Regions from separate parts of the Hordeum vulgare genome. Here region 2 is linked to region 1. The links are chromatin contacts, called in public Hi-C maps. All regions are on one chromosome and are shown on one strand. The core of a region is the stretch at or near the end of the contact, and the rest is flanking DNA. Distances in the headings are between cores, read along the strand shown. Region 1 holds the start of LOC123444850. Region 2 holds the start of LOC123444852 (GABA transporter 1).

The links. A called contact is a pair of places that touch in the nucleus more often than the background predicts.
Region 2: a Hi-C map of leaf shows a contact between it and region 1, with 1.9 times the contacts expected there. The contact joins the promoter of LOC123444852 here to the promoter of LOC123444850 in region 1. A contact is called at or near these places in 3 of 6 Hi-C or Micro-C datasets (leaf and seedling) and 1 of 1 datasets of contacts at active chromatin or transcription factors (embryo).

The regions. Positions count from the first base shown.
Region 1 is chr3H:542,889,403-542,897,270 of MorexV3_pseudomolecules_assembly, forward strand. LOC123444850 reads left to right here and starts at 4,828. Exons shown (of 4, transcript XM_045121710.1): 1 at 4,828-4,944; 2 at 5,007-5,491; 3 at 5,595-5,883; 4 at 6,040-7,217. The coding sequence starts at 4,828. The coding sequence ends at 7,050. It overlaps LOC123444849 (protein BUD31 homolog 1), which reads left to right and starts at 445. Exons shown (of 4, transcript XM_045121709.1): 1 at 445-698; 2 at 993-1,131; 3 at 1,235-1,422; 4 at 3,519-3,905. The coding sequence starts at 1,038. The coding sequence ends at 3,674.
Region 2 is chr3H:543,020,306-543,028,173 of MorexV3_pseudomolecules_assembly, forward strand. LOC123444852 (GABA transporter 1) reads left to right here and starts at 4,992. Exons shown (of 4, transcript XM_045121712.1): 1 at 4,992-5,367; 2 at 7,026-7,256; 3 at 7,845-7,868. The coding sequence starts at 5,259.

The DNA of each region.
Region 1 (7,868 bases), core at 3,578-6,077:
GCCAACTAGAGGCTTCCTAGGGACAGTGTTTTGTCTATGTATCCACACATGTATACAAGTCTTCATTCAATACAATTATAGCATGGATAATAAACGATTATCATGAATTAAGAAATATAATAATAACTAATTTATTATTGCCTCTATGGCATATTTCCAACAGTGGAGTGGGCGCGTACGCTGTGCCGGTCCATGGCTTTCCCATTTAAGAAGGACGGCGACCGTCCGTCTGAGTGGATGACAGTCGTGGCCTACCGGGCGTGCGCAGTAAGTACGGGCGGTGGGAGGTAGGTGGCCTCCTGTCACGCGTCCCCGACGCGGACGAGAGGAGGGCTCAAGCGCGTCCGCTGGCTGTCCGCCAAAATCTAAACCGGACACATGTTTGCGTTAAAAATGAATCGGCCCGATCACAAAACGGAAGCGCGCTCGAGTTGCCTAACCCGACCCACCGTGCGGCACCGTCTTCTGCTCTCAGTCTCCCGACATCCCGCCCCCTCGCCCTACCCTAGCCCGATCCAACGCGGCTCCAGTGCCACCGCCGTGCCCTAACCTCTCCTCCGCGGCTCCCTACCCGTCGCCGCCCCACACCCCTCCGCCTTTCACGCGAGTCGCCGTCGCCGCCCCACAGCCCTCTACCTTTCACGCGAGTCGCCCTGCCGTCCCAACCCCGTCCGCGATTTCGGCCATCGGTTTCTGAGGTATGAACATTCTATCATCCACGATTTAGTTTAACCCCACCTGATGTGGATAAATTTTGGGTGTGCACTGTGCCGGTGCACACCATCTCTAGATCCGCCCCTGTTCTTGAGAGAGTTTATTTTGTTTACTAGTATAGCTTGAAATACTTGGGTGTTAATGCTAGAGTCAGAATGAACCTTTATTCAGTTGTCAGTTCCTGCTTTTATTTTGGAAAAATGCACTGATATCTGGATGATTTTCGTGGCATAAGTATATGCTATTTGAATCTTACCCTTTTATCTGTGTTTTCTCAGGTTTGTGCATTCCAAAGCCAGCCCTAGGACACCCCTTGTGACAGCATGCCTAAGATAAAGACAAGCCGTGTCGAATATCCTGAAGGATGGGCGCTTATTGAACCCACAATCCGTGAGCTGGATGCCAAAATGAGAGAAGGTATGCAGATTATTAAGCATGTGTATCTATCAGTGTACCCTTTTCAGATCTGCAATGCTACTTCATACTCTAGGATGGGTACTAATATGATCTGCGCGTGCAGCTGAAAACGATACACATGACGGGAAGAGGAAGTGTGAAGCACTCTGGCCAATTTTCCGCATTTCTCATCAAAGGAGTCGTTACATATATGATCTTTTCTATAGAAGGAAGGAAATATCAAAGGAGCTCTATGAGTTCTGCCTGGACCAGGGTTATGCAGACCGTAATCTGATTGCAAAGTGGAAAAAGGTTAGTGTCCTTAGGTTCATACCATTTGTACGTGCACACAAATCTTTTTGTTTTGTATTACCTTAAGAGTGATATTCTTTTCATCTTAGATGTTCTTTAATTAACTAATGCATGGACGAAGTTAGTTCAAATGAATGAATAAACACATCATCAAGTTTTTACTCTCTTATAATCTTTTTCATCCACAGTAAACAGTAACTGCTTGAGTAGTAATTCTCAAAGTGGACCTTAAATAAATTGCCCTATCTTTGCAATTTTGTTCTTGTGATGTTAAAGTAGCAGCTGATGTTGTCATGGGTATACTTTTATCACCACATAATATTCTTTAGCTTATTGTTTGTGTTCTGGACATCTGATGTGAAGTGTTCGAATTGATTAGTAAAGTATGCCGTGCTCATTGCATATATAAGATGTTTTTCTGGCTAAAACTGTGACATGCGGACTTTATTCATGGCATGAATTTGCTTCTATAGCGTTTGTCAGTCTTTACCTTGATAAACTGTGGATAATAATCTGTAAATAGTTAGTATTGTTATTTATAATCTCTTAGTAACTTGATGGTGGCATGGTGCACATGTTATTTATTTCGTCTAACCATGCTGTAGTAGTGCAATAAAATTGAGTTCCTGATCATGCTTTCCATGCTATATGTTCTATTCATTCCCTGTTTTAATGTAATACTGATTTGAAGTTAAAGATCAAATTCTGGGAACTTATTCATCTAATGGTCATACTTTATAATGTAGCTCAGTGCTCCCATTCCATTTCATAAAACTGATAATACACCAGATTTCTCTCATCCATATACATGGCATGCTTGTGCATCCATGCTTCCTACCAATATCCTACGAAGCATTACATTACAACATACCAGACTCCAGGGTACTTATGGTAGCTTTGCCAAGCCACACTCTAGCACTCTGACCATAACAAGGACAGATACGGAAACAGAGTCGGGCAACAAAACTACAGTTTCCTGTTCTGATATTTGTTATCAGCAATCTTCATTCCTATGCACCAGAGGCCTTTATCCCTAGCGGTGACTGAAAACTTCAGATGTCACTTGCAACAGCAGTGGCGCTTGGTAGCTTCGCAATTTTAGCTTTTGTAAGCCAGCCTGGTAGGATAACCAATGCGAAATCTGAAACATACATTAGCAGGGTCCTGAAGAAGAACATATTTTTAACAGTCTGCTGTCCCTGGTTTTCCATATGGAGCAAAGCAAACCACATGTAAAACCGCTATCGCCATGAACTGTGTATGCTTTACAGAGCATCTATTAATCCATTCACGTACTTCACTAAACAATGCAGGTATAATCTTAATACCAAAAGTGAATTCCGCCACCTCCCATACATAGCGGGCTACTACACAAAGGATAGAAGGATGTTCAATTGCACTGCCACCAACCTCTTCTGAGCAAATTATCCTTAGTTAAAATGATATTCCTAAATGCTAACTAGAAAAGTCTTTTTAACTTTTGAGAGAGACCTTAACTAACCAAAATCTTTTGTAAGGCCAAACAACCTATCTGGCTTTTAAAAAAGACTGACAATAACATCAGACACCCACAAATCCTCCCAGAAGTTGTCGTGGTACGAACACGCACCTCTTCCATACAGAACTGAAGAAAGACACCTTCGTTAAAACCAGGCAGAAAATGTGACCGTGTAGGCCTAGTACTACATTGTGCTAAAGTGCAGTTGCCTAGCTCTTAACAGACACCGTTATTATCAATCTTTCATAGCCATGTACTGATTAGGTGATCATGACAGTTAAATATATGACTCTCGGCCCCTTGGTTGGTTAGCATATATCCTGCCAATTAGCAATGATACTTTGTACCCCCACGCTCTTCCTGCCACGGCAGATTTTTCCTAACTGTGGCAGTCGAAACGTAGATAGAAAATGCTCCACAACCTCTGAGCACAGACCCCCCCCCCCCCCCCCTTTTTCTTTGCACTTCATGCTTCATAGTCTTCCTTCCTTCCAGTTCCAGCCACTTATTACTCTGTTCTGTGTTTATATAGTTACTATATGTATGATCCGTCTGATATTCTTTCTTACTCTATGCTTCTTTTTGTGTGTACATGCAGCCGGGCTACGAGCGCCTCTGCTGCCTCCGCTGCATCCAGACACGAGACCACAACTTTGCGACGACGTGCGTGTGCCGGGTCCCCAAGCACCTGAGGGAGGAGCAGGTGATCGAATGTGTCCACTGTGGCTGCAAGGGATGTGCCAGCGGCGACTAACTGACTGATTATGCGTCAGTGGAATCCATGGTGGTTCTAAACCAAACACTCTAGATGTTTCTTAAGCCTTGTCTCTGGCAAGAACAGTCGTCCTGTAATGTAAGCACTTGCAGATACCTGTTGCCCCCGCGCGTGCGTGTGTGTGTGTGTGTTTGCAATCCTCTTATCCGGTTTCCTGACATTGGGGGTTAAGGAAACACGCAGTTGCTCCGTGCCCATGGCTTACCATCATCATCCTGCATCATCATCCTGGTAGAGTCTGAAGTTGCATGCAGATCTACCTTACAGTATGAGAGAAGTAGTCGTTTGTTCGAGCTGACCTTGATTTGTTTCTTGGTGGATGCGGTGAGCATGATGATTTAAATGCGGTCATGGCAAAGTCGTTGGGGTTTTGCCGTGCGGTGGTAGTACTACCATGAGGTTGGTTGGTGAGGCGCTGGATCCGATCCAAGCAGAAAAAAGAAAGATTCCGAGCGGGGCACGACACTCGTGCGTGATCCAAGCGACATTTTGGATTTTGCAGCCTAGCCTAGCCAGTTGGACAGCACGGCATCAGCACCGGCACTTGGGGCTGTACCGCGATCGACAGAAAAATCACCCCCACAACAACATCATACATACAGTATCATAAACAGCAGCCCCCAATGCAAGGACCAAGGAGGAGGACCTCCGTCCAGCCAGAAGATTGCTTGCCACAGGACGGACCCCCGGCCCGGGGCGACAGGTGAGGTGAGGCATCGCCGTTGGCCGATGGAGCAGCCAGCGATACCGTTGCGCTCGTCCCATGGTCCTCGTGCATCGGCCGCTACTCGCTCGCTGTCGGTGCGCGCGTGGGGCTGCGTCTTCGCGTGCGCCCCGTCGCAGAAAGACAAGCTGCTTTTTTAATACCGTGTATACGTAGTACGGGCACGAGAAAACCAAGCCTTGTGACGGTGGCCGGTGGGTGCGGTGTTGGTGTAGACCGTAGAGCAGGAGCGTGGAGCTCTTGTCAATTGTATTGTATCCTAGCCCCGCCCCCGCCCCCGCCCCCGCCCCGGGAGTGAGTTCGGGAGTCCACTTCAGTAGCGAGCGCGTACGTGCAGCTCTGCTCAGCGCGTACCCGTGCTGCCGTTTCTGGTGAGTGTGTGTGTGCATGCAGAGGCTTTGAGCGCGGATGGCGGACCCTGCGGCGGCGGCGGCCATGACCGTCGACTTCCTCCGGGCGCGCCTGCTCTCCGAGCGCTCCGTCTCGCGGGCATCCAAGGACCGCGCCGACCAGCTCGCCGCCAGGGTACGTACGTACGTTCTTCTGAATGCCAGTGTCGGCGCCGTTGATCCGCGCGCCTCGTTCAGGTCGCGGAGCTGGAGCAGCAGGTCCGGGCGGTGACGGCGCAGCGGCGGCAGGCGGAGCGGGAGGCCGCGGAGGCGCTGGCCGTCCTCCAGTCCCAGGGCTTCTGCGGCAGCCTCTCCGACGTGCTCGACTCGGGCTCCGACGACGCCGACAACGCCGACGAGGAGGAGCGGGACGGGCCACGCGACGCCACGGTCACCGGCGGCGACCCTGCGCCCTGCTCCCACGGCGTGGAGGGACAGGAGCAGGCGCGGCCGCCGGAGAAGGGCGGAGCGGAGGAGGAGGAGGACGCCATGTCCGGGACGGCCCTGCAGCCCGGCCCCGGCGGGCTGTCGTGGAAAGGCCGGTGCGCGAGCCCGCGGAGGGCCAGGCAGCTCAAGCAGCGGCACCGCCGGAGCTACGTCTACTTCCTGGCCTCGCAATCGGATCCCGAGCCCAAGTACCGGATGGGCCAGTCCTGCCGGAAGAACAAGCGCAAGGAGCTCAGGTCCGTCCCGCCATCGATCATCCTAAAGTTTCAACTCCCTCTACAATGCCATTCCTGTCGATTTCTTGACACTCTGCACTTCTCTTCTGCTCAACAATGACAGCGGCGTTGCCGCGGTGCTCGCGGAGAGTCGGAAGGAACAGCGAGATGGATCGAGCTGCACCGACGATGGCCGCCGGACCGAGTTTGACGGCGAGGTGGTGGGCGGAGAAGGCCAGCGGGGCTCGGGGGAGAGCGGTGGCCAGTACGTGATCAGGCGCGACAACAACGATGGGGAGATGGAGAGGGTGCTGGAGAAGCAGGCCGAGCTGATCGGGCAGCATGAGGCCGAGGAGAAGGCTCAGACGGACTGGGAAAAGAAATTCAACGACACCCGGAGTTCACCCAACAAGGTACTACGTATATCTGGCAACGGATTCGTTTCTCCTGTCAAAATACGGCAGAGTTAGCATCCTGAATGATATATTCGAGATTCGACACCATGGGTATTGCTGGAGGCGACAGTTCTTGCATCGATTTGAACCGTCCTTCTGCTTTGCGAAATGCAGGGTGGCACGGAGGCAGATTGCCAAGTGCAGGCGAGATCAGGTGGCGAAAAGCAACTCGTTTCTAGTAGAGCACTCAAGAACGCATCGGAAGAAATAGCGCGGGCCGCTGCCATTTCAGCACAAGGGAGCTCCTGCTACAGCGCGGCCACGAGACGAAGCCGGGACCAGCAAGGAGACGCCAATTCAGACGGCTGCTCGAGCCGATACACGAACTCCGCGTCGTCCGGGCTCGGCGCCGTCAAGGCGGCGCCATCGGAGTCGAGCCCGTCGGTCAGCAAGGTCTCGGACTGGAGCTCGTCGCGCTTCCACGATCACGGCGACGACCAGCACGGCACCGTCGACGTGGAGAGCGTCCTCCAGGCCCTGCAGCGCGCCAGGATCTCCCTGAGGCAGAAGCTGGACAGGCCGCTCCCGCCCAGCCAGGTGACGCTGGCGCTCCCGGCACCGGGCGACGAGTACCGTGGCGCGGACCTCTACGGCGACGACGACGGCGACGGCAGCAGTTCGTACAGGGGCTGCCGTGGTGACCACGACCATGGAAGGGAACAAAGCCTTTCGGTCGACGGCTCCGACGCCTGGCTCACGGAGAAACCGAGCGGTTCGAGCCCTCCACGGCAGGAGATCCTGGCTCTCCCGGCCCCGGGCGGCGACGATCGCGGGAGGGAGGACGACGTGAAGATCCCCGTCGGCAGCCCGGGACTCTTCCGGCTGCCGACGGACTCGTTCCCAAACGACGAGGCGCTGCCAAGAAGTAACGAGCTCGGGCTGAGGGAGGCTGCCCGACACGACACATACAGAGATGACGGCGCTTGGGTTCCAGCTTCTGGGAAGCAGTTGTATGATCCTCCTGCTTCTGGCAGGTGCAGCGTTCCACCAGGCTCAGGCTTCCTCTCTGGGGTCACAGCAGGACTCCCGGAAGACCTGAGGAAGGGGAGAGGTGCCCTTGGAGACGCAGACCTGTTCATGGAGCGCGGCTGTGGGTACACCGTTTCTAACAAGTGGATGATGTAGCCTGTGTTTGCTGTTGATCGTATAGAGCGTGTGTTGACGGCAGTGGCGCGTATGGTCTGCGCTCTCGTAGCGTTGTCAAGCACAACAACCAGTTTGTTCACCCGTGCTAGCCTCGCCCAAGGCAAGACAGGAAAAGCTGCATGGCTTTTCGCCGATTGCATGCGTTAGTGCGGCCTTGCCTTGCAGGCAGGTGACTGTCTGAGTGCTGTCGTCTGGCCGGTCTGTGTGCGGCTGGCTGCTGGCGACGCACTCGTCCTGGCGTGCCTGCTCCATTCCCTGGCCCTCCCTTGGTCCATCCTCTCTCGGTGTTTGTAAAGGCATCCACGACATTCATGATGACGGTGAGCGAAGTGCGTGACCTTTGCTTCTGGAGCAATCTCGCTGCACCTTTTGTCCAACACGGTGGCGCATGTCACGTGTGTTGCCTCCAGTTGCAACAGTCATCATGGCGTGAGCCGCTCGCGTCGCTCTCCAGGGGAGCGGCCCGAGCGTCCCCGAGCACCGCGGGCTGGGTCCTCTGGCGGGCTGGAGGGCAGGGCGCCGTGCAGTGGTGCTGCCTCCGTAGCGACTGCGGCCTGCCCCTGACCCCGATCTGGACCTGGATCTGGATCTGGTCGTGCTCGGGCCTAGGTCATGGTGGCTTCGGAGGTGTCGTGTCGCTGGGGGTGTTGCGTGGAGGACGTGCTTGGTGGCTCCCCGGTGCCGCTGGCGCGGTGGCTTCGTGGGAGGCGTGTGGGCTAGCGGAGGCGTTGTGCGTGGGGTTGTGGTGTTGGGAGGTGCTCCGGGCGAAAGCTTGCCGGCCGGCGGTGGCGGCGGCT
Region 2 (7,868 bases), core at 3,742-6,241, 130 kb after region 1:
AAAGCGTTGGAGACATCCAGCTGGTGCACCGGCCAGGCATGGGAAACGACAAGCTGAAGAACAACTTGAATCGTGCCCAGTTTGACAACCGGAGCAAAGGCGCACGTGAAATCCACACCGGCGCGCTGGCGGAAGCCACGCACTACCCAACGAGCCTTATAGCGCTCAAGAGAACCGTTAGGGCGTGTCTTGTGGTGGAACACGCACTTGCCACTCATGAAGTTGGCATGGGGAGGCCGCTGAACAGGATGCCATGTGCGGTTGCGTTGCAAGGTATCAAACTCCTCTCGCATCGCCGCAAGCCAGTGCAGATCGCGAAGGGCCGTGCGAGCGGAGGAAGGAATGGGTGATGGTGTGGATGTCGATGCGGCACACACATACTCGTTGGGGGGGTAGCACAGGCTGGGACGATGCACCCCCCGCATGGGCCCGGGTCGTCATCCCACGGGACGTGGGTGCGGCCGGTGACGGAGCGACGGATGAGGATGTTGTCGAGCGTGTTGTAGGCAAACCGAAGGCGGGAGTGCCTGATGCAGCGCCCGCACTGGACACGACTGAGGGCATAGTCTATGTGGTCGACCCCGAGGCAAGCAAGGGGGTGCGGTGGCCAAGAGGGTGGTCGCGTCGGTAGCAGGCGAAGATCCCACCGGGCTCGAGGGAGCATCCGGGGCGGGAATCAAGGCCGGAGGTGTCGTGTCAAGTGTGGCGGTAGGGTCAAGACGCGACTGAGTCCCGTGCCACGAGGGGACAACGTCTAGGTGGGCGGAAAAGGACTCGCCAGAGGGAGGTACCCACTGAAAAGGAAATAGCTTCTCGTCAAAGTACATGTGCTGTGATATGTACACATACTGAGAGACATAATCATAACACTCGTAACCTTTAGTGTTGGAGGGATAGCCTAGAAATATGCAAGCAAGTGAACATGGAGCGATCTTGTGTGGTGTGGTGGATGTGATATTAGGATAACAGAGACATCTGAATATGGGAAGACCATCATACAAGGAGGAGTACCGAAAAGAAGGTGATGAGGGGCGTAATTACAACGAGCACGACAAGGACGAAAGTTAAGGAGAAGGGTGGCGGTGGTGAGTGTGTTGGGCAAGAACCTAGGAGGTACATTGGAGTGAAAGAATAAGGTGCACATACAGTCGTTAAGGGTGCGAAGAATGTGTTCAACACGCACGTTCTATTGAGAAGTATATGGGCAGGTGAGGCGAAAGATGGTGTCGTGAGATGCAAGGATATTGCGAATAGCGACATTATCAAATTCTTTCCCGTTATCAATTTGAAGAGCAATAATGGAGCAGCCAAATTATGTGTTTACATACGCAAAGAAAGCTTTGAGCGTAGCCAAGGCATTGGATTTGCGACGAAAAGGAAAAGTCCACACAAAGTGAGAAAAGATGTCAAGGATGACGAGGTAGTAAAGATAATCAGTGTTTCTAGCAACCGGAGATGTCCGCACATCACTATGAAGTAACTGAAACGGAAAAGAAGAAATACTTGTAGAGGTACTAAAGGGTAGACACATGTGCTTGCTAAGATGACAAGTGTGATCATCTACTTTATTACATGCAAAAGAGAAACTTCTAAGAATATGATGAAGTACGACGGGGCTGGGATGGCCCAAGCGAGCATGCCACAGGTCCACACCAACGACGAGGGCGACAGGGGCGGCAACGGTGGAGGAGGATGGGTGCACCGGGTAGAGCTCCTCGGGACTATCACATCAATGAAGAACCACCGATGCCAACGTCCTTCACAGAAAAACCGAGTTTGTCAAATTCAACAATAAGAGGGTTCTCACGAGAAAGACAATGAACAATCACGAGATGTTTGACTAGGTCATGAGAGACAAGCACATTAGACATGGTAATGGGCGTAGATGTAGAGGGGAAATGAATATGACCAATATGTGTGATAGGTAAGGATGAACCGTTGCCAACAGTGACGCAAGTGGAGGTGTTAATTGGATAAGAGGACAGGTGGTTACTCGGATGAGCTGTCATATGGTTCGTAGTCCCCATGTCAATGTACCTATCACCGCCTCCATCGTAGTTGTTCGGCGAGGGGGTTGTGTGAAGAGCAGCCAAGAGAGCCTGGTCCCATGGCGCAGGCGACAAAGTAGGGCCGCCATAGGGCACGTAGCCACCAGCCAGTGCGATCGTGGGTAGCGTTGGATAGCCGTCGATGGGACCAACGTTAGGCGTGGCGAGATGCGCCTCATGCGTCAAAGGAGGGCCAAGGGTGCCCGGGGCAGTCGTCCGTGGGACCGGCATGTGGTGAACATGCGCGACGTCGTTCCACGGATTAGTGCCGACCGTCTAGGGCGGGGATGGCTAGTGTTGGCGTGGAGCCTCCCCACATACCCGGATGGCTCTTGCTGCTGCTGACGAGGGCGTCCACCGCCACGATGGCCCCGTCGTTCTGCTACTGTGGCGCGGGTGGTGCAAGCGGGAGTGGGAAGAAGACCGACGGGGCCGGAGGCCGTACGGCTGGGGCGGCCGCATCATGGGAGGTACTGACGGCGAGGAAGATGTGCTGGACCCGTGCCTTAACCTTCTTCATTTGACGCTCCTCCAAGCGCAAATAGGCGGTGGCGGTTTGGAAGGTGGGGTTCGCCAGCAACGTGAGGTTGGAGGGTGCATTACCGAAGTCCTCGTTGAGGCTGGCGTTGAGCGTGCTAAGCATGAGCTCGTCGGATACCTTAGAGCCAATGTCGCGGAGCTCGTCGACCAACATCTTGAAGCGCATGAAATAGTCGTTGTTCGAGGAGTCATCCTAATGACACCCAAAGAACTCTTGCTGCAAGAAGATGAGGCGTAGGAACTTGTTGTCAATGAAGAGCGCACTGATCATTTCCCACATGGTGCAAGCATCACCATCCTTAGAGACGACCGTGTGGAAGATGTCCTTCGAGATGATGAGATAGAACCATCGCATGAGCGTGGCCGCGGACCACTCCGGATCGACCTTCATGACCACGCCATCGACGGACCCGTCGATGTGCTCTGCGAGGTAGTACTCGCGGAAGACGAGGTCGAAGTAAGTCTTCCATGCATAGTAAGAGGAGCTAGATTTATCTAGCTTGATGGCGACGGGGTCATGGATGCTGAGATCATGGATGTCATCGGCGGTGGGGATATTTGGACAGGTGAAGGGGTTGGAGTTGCCAGAGAGAGAAGACTGTGGAGAATCCATGGTGATGAGGGTGGGCAGCGACGACGACTATGGGTAGAGGGGTGGGCAGCGACGACTGCGGAGAGGAAGACGACAACGACGTGTAAGGGGAGAGGCAGCTGCAAGGGTAGAGGAGAGGGCGGCGACAGCAGGCTACAACGGCTAGATGCAGCTGTTGTAGGGTGCGGCGGCGACGGGAACAAAAGCTAGGGTTGGATCGGAAACCCTAAACTGATACCATGTTGGATGTATGAATTGTATTGGTTGCACCAATGACTTTACTCGTCGTGCATCATGGCACATATATAGGTATAGAGGGAGGTGCACGGTTGCCTTGTCTCCCAAGTTACATACACGTTACAAGGGAAGAGAGACATGGCAGATGCAATCTATACAGCCTAGACCTATATACGTACACGCAATATACACGTGTTCAATAGATTCAAAGGAATTTCATAGGATTTTGGGGATTGAAATCCTTAGGATTTTTTTATATTGGTCATTGGATTCCATAGGATTTCCTTTTATGAAATCTTGTGTACTACCTTTAATAGAAAATCTAACATCCACTTCAACTTATTTCTAATTTTTTTAATTTTTTTGTGACATGGACACTATTTACTAATCCTATAGTGTTCAAATAAACATGCCAATCAAATCCTATATTCTTTTTATCCATGCGTTTTCAAAATCCCGCGAATCAATGGCGCCCTTACTCGTTCAGTGCGTGCAAAGTGTTTTGCCTATCCACAGCACGTGGGCGCACCTACTTGTGCATGCGAAGCAGTCAAATAACGTTACATGGGTTAACCAACCGTTGAAGATTAGCGAGCGCAGCGCATCTGCGCTTGTGAAGTCAACACCTGCAACGTGATCGTATGGAAGTTCATCATGCCGCCACACATGGCGTCCCACGAGATGTGATTATCAATATTAGTTTCCGCAGAAACCAGCAAGTGGTTGCGATTGTGAATGTTACAGGTTTCACAGTCCACAGGGGGTAGTTGAGCCTGAGACCGGGAGCTTATCAGTGGAAGCCTAGTGCTAAGTTTTTTATTCCCTTTCAGGGGTGATAGGAGTCTCTCAGCTGTGACAACATACTTAGAGCAACAACATACTTACTTGAACCATCGTGTATCGCACCATAATCAAATTATTAGCTCCGAACTCGATCGACAACCCCGACCTAAAGAACAACCAAGTTGATAGGCCAGACGACGACGCTGATAACCTGGCAGAGGTAACTGATTGCATCGACACCATGTTTTTTAGAAGATGGACAGTTTATTGAAGTCAGAAGGCGCTACCTGTGGCTGTTGGACTCTAGTGTTGCTATGACAGCGAACTCTACTTACCCACTAAATATTGAGACCCTCCTCCTCCAGCACGTCGCCGTCGTTCTGCACCCCAACATCCCGTTGATACGCACTGCCAACAAACCCAGCTAGCGGCCAAGCCGTTCGCCGTGGCCGGCAACGAAAGCCCCTACTCCTACACCCACACCCACACCCACGCCTCTGTTCATCAACCGGTGGCCAACTTGTCTTGTGCCACGCATTTTCACGCAGGAACGGACTTGATTTCGCACCGATGCACGTACGTACGCACGCCTCTCCACAGCCCCATCAGCCAGATGCGGTCCATCGGCGCGTCCCGGTCGTGCCATCCGTCGAGACAACGAGCAGGCATGCATGGTTGCAATATTCAGCGATCACATGCAGTGCCATTGTTTTCCAAGGGGGGGAAAATGATGGCATGCCTGAACGTGTTAGCTAGTTGTGTTTCGCTGCAGGTGCAGGTTCAGTTGATTTGCCGGTGGAGCGGCCAAAGAGAATCAGGAGCCTGCGTGGTACGTGCGCGCGCTCACATTACCGGGCACGCGGCGCCTATATAGGCGGGGTGGCTCGGCTCTCCGCTCCGTGCCGTGCGCATATCCATCGAGCAGAGAGGCGGGAGAGATCATCTTCACGACGTGTGAGTCTGCCACTCGTAGCTCTCTCCTCCTCGGCTAGCCACCTTTCTTCCCGGGACGGTTCTCCCTCCGCGCGCCTGTCAGGCTCAGGAGCTAGCTAGACGGCATGGGGGCTCCGAGCAGGGAGGAGGATGAGGCGAAGAAGATGGAGGCCGGCGGCGACACCGTCGGCCAGAAGCTCGACGCCGGCGCGCTCTTCGTCCTCGAGTCCAAAGGTGCCCCCCTCTCTCTCTCTCTCTCTTTCTATTCCGTAGCAGCACGTCAGAGGAGCACATGACCCGCCCGCGTTCGTCCGGCGTCGTCAGGATCATGCTGCATGAAGCTGTTGATTGGTTGTCCCAGATGAAATAGTAGCTCCGATTATTACTAACTGTACATATCTACCAAAGCACCAAGGTGACTTTGGCTATGCTATCAAAGATAAAATCGATGCGATGGCTTGGTATGCTAGCTAAGCTAGGTAGGAACAGGATTGATTACATATTTGCCATTTTGCCGATCACTCCGCCAGAAAATGGTTGATGACATGTTAAGTATACTCGCATTATACTAGCACAAGATAGCCATACAGAAGAGAACTGACGACGACGATGGGCTCACAAGGCAACGATTTGGCCATGCCATTGGAGCTCCACCTATGGAGATCTCCTGCTCAAAAGTTCTTGCTGGGTGGTGGATTGGACGCATGTTTGAATTGGCCCCTTGCCCGTATCCATCCTTTCAAGAGTCTTTCATTTCACCCCTTTCTCACTGTTTACTTTATGAGAGCCGTGCTTTCAACGTAGCAGTTCCTGCTTTTTCCCGGCTGCAAAACCTCACTTTCTTTTTCACTTTCTCTCCCCTCTTCACCCTGCGTGCCCAGATGTCTTTAGCAGCAAAGAAAGAAGAGACAAAACACAATAGTACTCGCGGCATGCCGGGATGCCTGGCCATCCGTAGCCATACCCCCATACCCCTCCATGTGCATTCCGCGAAATGTGCACAGAGCGCTGCAGTTTTACTCCTCCTAAACATGTGCGCTAGATATGTGCACTGGATATTATTTAGCGTCTCTTCAGCAGCCAGATCATCACATCACATTATTAACAGTTTGCTTAGCAGCCAAAAATAAATTAATGTTAGGGCGGGAACGTGGTAGTATTTCCATTCGAAAATTGCACCGTGGCCGGACCGGACTGGTACACGATCGCCATCTCGCGGATACAATGCATTCATCCCGCATCCATATTGCACACGCTGGACAACATTTAGTAGTATTGTCATGCTGAAATAGACCACTGAAAGGCGAAAGCTCAGCCGGCACGGCCTGATATTCCACGCCGATAATCATATAGTAGTACTGCATGACCATCCACACTAGCCAGAGAAGAGAAGTGCGGCTAATAGGTTTATGTCAGCGTCAATGCGAAGTCTCCCAGCACGTCTTGCATGTCGATCGAGTTGTTGACCCCTGAACCACACACTCGGCGTTCCGATTCAGAGGAGGAGCGTTGAGTGCGCTGACGTACACCTCCGGAAATTTGGCACGGGCAGGGATAAACAACGAGCTCATCATCGGCGCATGATTTCTTCGACGTGGTGCACCGTGGATTTCGTGGGGCTTCAGATATCCGGCGACTTTTGACCAAGCAGCGATCGTCCTGGAGAAAGCAGGCACCGCGCCCCCATTTTCTGACAGCATGAACGTGACATTCGGCCATTATGTTAAAACAAAAATCCTCGCCTGTTAATCATGAACATTATGTTAAGAAAAATCCTCGCCTGTTAATCATGAACATTATTTTAAGAAAAATCCTCGCTTGTTAATCATGGACAGATAGTGTTTTTGTTTGTGGAGCGGGAGCTGACATGTTTACGTGTCCATGTGTTGCAGGGTCATGGCTGCACTGCGGGTACCACCTGACGACGTCGATCGTGGCGCCGCCGCTGCTGAGCCTGCCGTTCGCGTTCGCGGCGCTGGGGTGGTCGGCGGGGATGGTGTGCCTCGTCGTCGGCGCCGCCGTCACCTTCTACTCCTACAACCTCCTCTCCCGCGTGCTCGAGCACCACGCGCAGCAGGGCCGCCGCCAGCTCCGCTTCAGGGACATGGCCGCCGACATACTAGGTCAGTACACTTGACCACGTCGCCGTCGGCCGCCCGATACCCTGTAGCGGTATGCCAAAGCTCCGATCGTGCAGATAGATGGTAGGATTAGCCGTTGATGCCACCGTTCAACTACACACACCGCCGTGCGCCGTGCACCGTGGATCCGTCATGTATGTTTCGAGCGTAAAACCAGCATGCCAGACATGTGTACGTCAGTACGTGCATATCTTGCTTGGCTTTGGTCATGCATGCATGACCGATGCATATGAGGTCAAAGCACGTGGTCAAGGACTACTATAGCGCTAGCCGACAGCCAGCAGTTAGCTCCAGCCTTTCGGGCTCGAGTATCATGATGAGATGCCCTCACGTGAGCATCTTTCAATAATTGCGTCTCCTACTGCCCCGCGCACAGGCGACCGATCTGGTTTTGACGGTGTGGGCAGGGTACGTACGTACGTAGTACTCCTACTACCGTCGGCTCGTCGCCGGCGTGGCATGGCATGGCATGGCAGGAGAGCAATGAAAAACGAGCAATGGCCGTAGCACATCCATCCAAGTTGTCAAAGAAACGTTAGTAATACTAATACCATTGTTTATGTGATGCAGGACCTGGATGGGCGCGCTACTACA